Linked DNA regions of Gossypium hirsutum: region 1 is linked to region 2. Evidence: chromatin contacts called from public Hi-C data. All regions are on one chromosome and are shown on one strand. Each heading gives the region's core, a stretch centred on a gene start, on an enhancer-like site or on the middle of the called end of the contact. The rest is flanking DNA. Distances are from core to core; before and after follow the strand shown. Region 1 holds the start of LOC107922941 (pre-mRNA cleavage factor Im 25 kDa subunit 2). Region 2 holds the start of LOC107952364 (transmembrane ascorbate ferrireductase 1).

Region 1 (2,934 bases), core at 241-2,740, 260 kb after region 2:
AATGAAAATAGTTAAAAGATGATACCATTCTCTCCAGGCTTCAGTCGTCCACCAGGAAGTTTGCAGAATGTGTTCCCAATTTGCAGAAGAAGAATGTGAGGATGATTATGTTCTTGGACCTGCATGAGAAGGTAGTATAAGCAATCGAAGGGAAAAAAAAACATTAAAATGGTCATAATTAGAAGCCAACTTTTTGTAAACCACACAAAAATTATGGTAAGTAGTAAGTTCAGCAGAAGTACAAGATAAACTCATAATGCCAAAGAGAATGCTAATTCCTTTAGATATTATCATAGACAATGATAATTAAAATATACATATAAATTCCATAAAAAAGGGGCCTTTCATGTATTAGGATGTAATTCCTCTTTATACACATAAGACATAGTTGTAAATTTCTTCCAGGTTGACTATCATGGCCATATGTAAACACATGTACGGGCTAACTACTGTGTATAGAAAAGTAGGAGTGAAAACCATTACCACTCATATTTGCAAAAGAGAGAGAAGCATAAACATTATAAGGTTAAATCTTGTTGGTTATTATGATGTAATGGCTAAACAGAGGTACAGTTACATACCAATAAATTCAACGCTAGTTCTCATGCCCTCTTTCATGTAACTGCAACTCCAATAAAAAAAATCGATTACTAACTTAAGCTCATAAAGGAAAGTTTCAACATGCCAATCTGTAAGTAATCTAATGACATCCACGATAAATTCTTCAAGTAATTGGCACCTGTTTTCTTTTTTGAAAAAGGGTTTTCTTGCTTTTGCTTACCCAAAAACCAAGTCAATACTTTTACATCGTCTAAAATACGAGAAACAAAATCAAAATCTCAGTTCAAATGTTATAAGGTTTCTACCAGTAAATAGGTTTTGAACTACATATTGCCCCCAGATCCCAACATGATCTAAGAAACGAGAAGCAGCTAGGGTTTCGAAGACCACCGACTCAACTAATTCGAACAGTCCAACACAAAGCAATTCAAAATTAGCCCTTTTTTCCTCATTTTCTTTTCCATATTTCTGAAACAGAATAGTACAAAGGAACCCTAAGCACATGAAAAGCCAACTTCAAGTCAGCATTCTCAGGAGCCAAAAGGGAAATTGGGGTTTATCTAGGGTTTTTAAAAATCCTGAAAAAATATGAAATTATACAAAGAATAAAATGAAGAAAGTGAAAAAATGAATTACTTGACTTTCATGCGAGCAAGGCGATCGGCGACGGACGTGTCCTTCTCCATCTTCGGCTCTTTGGTACCAAAGGTGTAGCTGGACAAAGGGTACGTGTTAACCACCGGTGACATTACCATCTCTCCCTCTCCGAGTCGAAACGTTTGTTTCCCCGGCGGCAAAATCGATTGTGGGTACGGAGAGAGAAGGGTGGGAAAGGTCAATGAATATTGTCTTATTAAGGAGTTAAGCCCATTGATAATAATCAGGAAAGGGCCTAACCATTGTTGTAAAATGGGCATATGTTTATTAGGCTCATTGCATTTGTCGATATGTCACATTACTCATTATCTGCTATTTCCGCTCCTTCTTAATCCTTTCTAATACAACCATTACAAATAGGTCCATCGTATCAACATCATCAACTAAGCGCAGGAAATTAAAAGATTTGAGTTTAAAAATGGTTAATAATGGTGATCTCAAATTGAAGTTTTGCCCAAGGTACAATCTTCCTACACTTGCTCTCTAAGTCCAATTGTGATTGGTATATAAGAAAATACAACACAAAGCTACTAGAAATCTAATTAAACTAAGTATTTACAATAGAATCTAAAAAGAAAATTGATACAAAACCCTAAAAATATTAAAGAAATCTTTTTTGTCCACCCTTTCCTCCATTGACCTTTTAAGTAAACCGCAAATCGCGACAATATTGGTTCATCATTGTGACTTACTCCACTATTTTGCAACACTGTATCTCCTTGGCACACATTTGAGCATTAGAAGTCAATGGCAAATGTCGCGACGTCTTCTTCTAAAAGTTGAGACACTTGCTACTACCATTTCTCCAACATTGCTTCTAGCACTAAGGACTTTCATATAAAGTAATGAATTGAATTGATGAGATAATGCTAAAAATGAGATGATGAATTACGCGCAATTCAAAATATTAGAAAGTGTTTGAATAGTTGAGTTGTCTGGTTCTTGTGTGCTTGATCCATGTCACCCCATTAGAAAGATGACAAGCAAAATGGTTTAGACTTGAGCTATTTCATACATTTTATAGCATTTTTTGGTTTCCACTGTATTTCTTATATATATATATATTCTTAGGATAAATCGATTTCAAAAGATACCATTCTCATTTTCCTAGACGAGCACTCATATTTTTAACTCCACATTTTCCTTTCTCAACATTTTTCTCTCCAATTTGAAAAAGGTCATAGATACACATACACGAAACAAACATTAAGGAGGTGTTTGTTTAATGGGAAATGATTTACGGGAAATATTTTATATATATTTTTATATTTGTTTCATAGAAAATAACTTGGTTAATAGTAAATGATTATAAGTCAACAAAAATAAGCCCTTTTTTCTTGTAAATTGATTTATCTTTTTGAAAAGTATAAGCCATTTTCTAAAAAAGAGCCCTTTTACATGTAATTTTAATTTTGTATAAAAATTAACTTGAATCATGCATGATATTCTTATAATAATTTTCTTTGAAATATATTATTTTTATTTTTACTTTGAAAATTGTTTAAAAATATTAATATAAAATATTATAATGTTCAATATTATTAAACATGCATTCAATAATATAATAAATTAATAATCTAATTTATAATTTTAACAAATTATTTAATATTACAATTTTATTTTAATAAATTTTAACAATAATAATTTTAAAATTTAAATAATATTCTTAATATATTATTGAAAAATACTTATATTAATAAATATATTACAATTTAT
Region 2 (2,760 bases), core at 219-2,718:
TCAAATTTCTTATTTTCATCATTTGGTTAACTTTTCATTGTTATCTCTATTTAAAAATTAGGTAAAATCACAAATTTGGCCTCAATCTTTACAACTTCGATTAATTTAGCCCCTATATTTTTTATACTTTATAATTTTTCACGGGATAAGTCATGGTATTAAGTGTGATGACATGAGACTTTAATATTGTGCCTCATTATAACCTAATAATTAAAAGTAAATTAATATAAAATATAAACAAGATAAAAATTATTAAATCTATAAACAATCTAAAATTCAAGAAATATATAAAAATTTTATAGAATTATAAAAATTATATTTACCAAATAAATATATCCACTTTATTTCTTCTTCAAAGTAAAAAAAAAAAAGGAAATTACTTTTTAAGATATGAGACTTTAAACCTATCCTAAAGAAAATCATAGCAATAGTTGTTAAAAAAAAAACTTTCTAGAATAAGTAAAAATACATAAAATTTTAAAATTTGCCTTTATTGTTGTGGTAAGTGCCGTCTAGAGCTTATTTCAGCATGGAAGCATTTTCTAGCTTTTGGGAACTCTCTACAGCTTCTGAGTGGGGAACAGATATTGGTTTATTTATTTTAATCCTCCTTTTTCTCGGGGCAAGAAAATTCAATAAACAAATTTGATATTTGGAAAATGGTTTTTTAAACAAAGAAAAGGGTTAGGAATGTGAGATCATATTTGAAGGAAGTGGAAGAAATGGGCTTTATCCAGTAATATTGTAACTGAGAAAGGTTGACAAAAATCCTCCAGTGACCTAAATCTGTTATTGCCATTTAAACTTCTCTGATTGGTTTGGTATTGCAATTTGTTTCATTTTGGTGATATCATGCATGACTTCACCTCTCAATGGGACTACTCCTTTTGTTTGTTTGTTTGCTTCTCAATATGAACTAAATTTAAAGTAAAAAGAAATTAAATAGATAAATGTATTAGATTAATAATAAAAGAATGCAAATCAAATTATTTATTATTATTTTCTTTTGTAGCACGTCAAAAAAAGTTTTCATATTAGTGAATACAATCTATATTGTAATTTTTTTAATTAAATTAATATCAGTTAATTTGTGACATTAATTTAATTATACACTTAAATAATAGTATATATAGAAATATAGAACACAAAGTGAGTAAAAAATATTCTAATATTTTAATTCGATGAAAAGTCTAAGATATTTTATATTTTAAGTTTACAGTTTAAAGTTGTTTTATTATTATTATTATTATTAATTTTTATATAAAGGCATGAAAATATAGGAATTCCTCGTAATGGTATATATTAATAGTTTAAAATAAAATTTTTAAATAGAAAATACAAATTTAATTAATAATAATAAGTGGGATAGATGTTGGGGGTTTGGATAATTTTTTGTTTTTTTTCAAATGGATAATCCCTTATTTGTACCATATTAAAAAAGGACAAAAGTAGGTTGGTATCCTATGGAGACTGAAATGAAGCACGTGGCGCGACGGCATCCGCTGGGAGAGAGACTAAACTGTAACAAAAATGTAGAATTCAAACATCTTGATATCCACGTCGCATAAATCAGGATGCAACAAAGATCTCCATCCAACGGTTCAAAAATCTCGGAACAACTAGGTAGGAGCCAATTATGATAAGGAAGTCTTTACTTCTTCTGCTCTGCAGTATTTTGCTGGAAAGAATAGAGCGAACATGGCGATAGGAGTTAAGGCCTTGCACTTGTCCTTTGTGCCTCATGCCCTCGCGATTGCCGGCGCTGTTATGGTATTGGTTTGGTGCATTCACTTCAGGGGTGGATTAGCTTGGGAATCTTCTAACAAAAATCTCATCTTTAATGTAAGTGTTTTCCTTTCTGCTCTTGGGATTCCTCAAAATCTTGTTTCCTTTTCATGGCTTCAACTGCAACTTTGTTTGGTTTCTGTTTCTCCCCTCCGATTATTATCACATAACAGTTCCTTTTGGTTGAAATTGGATGGTGTTAAAATCTTCCATCACCAAATTATTCGTATAATCTTAAACTCAGGCACTAAACTAATGATGAAGAAGACTTCTTTTGGGGGTTCCGCTGTTGTTTGATTCCTTGAATTTTATTACAATTTCATGTTCGATTATCCCTTTTTTCCCCCTTGCTATAGTTTTGGGTTTGGGTGCCCCTTAATTATTAGAATTTGATGGTGGCTGGTCAACCTTCATATGGTGGCGGTGGTTAGCCATGTACCATGGAATATAGTAACCTACCTACTTACCCTTCATTATAATATATTATATGGTCAAGCATCTACATTGTTTTCTCCCATCCTTGTTAGTATTTTTATCCCCTGTTCCTTCTGCCATTTTCCGTATCAAAAACTTGTCTAACATGGTTAAGGTTTCTAGGAGGAAGGAGAATGAGGGACTTGAACCTATTCATGCTAACTGAATTATTTTATAGAGTATTTGTTTCTGATATCGGTGATCAATAAAATATTCAAATATGAAACATAGGAAGCATACTTGTACCTAACAATATACATATTTCTTACTATATGTTGGAGATGGTGTCCATTAACTTTCTTTGGATTTAACTAACTAATTGAACCCCAAATTTCGTTGTCACAACTAGTTATCCATTTTCTTGACTGATCGAAGCAATCACTCTCATTTGTAGTGTCCAAGAAAGAAAAACAAATTGTATATTAATGGAATAATTGTGGTTTTAAATCATAATTACTGCATTCCAAAGTTTTATCTCATTCTTTTTGTCTGGATTAATAA

The links. Hi-C and Micro-C count contacts between places; a contact is called where the count stands out from the background.
Region 1: a Hi-C map of leaf shows a contact between it and region 2, with 4 times the contacts expected there. The contact joins the promoter of LOC107922941 here to the promoter of LOC107952364 in region 2. A contact is called at or near these places in 2 of 34 Hi-C or Micro-C datasets (both in leaf).

What each region holds. Positions count from the first base shown.
Region 1 is chrA08:63,850,763-63,853,696 of Gossypium_hirsutum_v2.1, forward strand. It overlaps LOC107922941 (pre-mRNA cleavage factor Im 25 kDa subunit 2), which reads right to left and starts at 1,491. Exons shown (of 7, transcript XM_041074466.1): 1 at 1,198-1,491; 2 at 586-622; 3 at 26-131. The coding sequence starts at 1,478.
Region 2 is chrA08:63,592,665-63,595,424 of Gossypium_hirsutum_v2.1, forward strand. LOC107952364 (transmembrane ascorbate ferrireductase 1) reads left to right here and starts at 1,469. Exons shown (of 4, transcript XM_016887626.2): 1 at 1,469-1,842. The coding sequence starts at 1,699.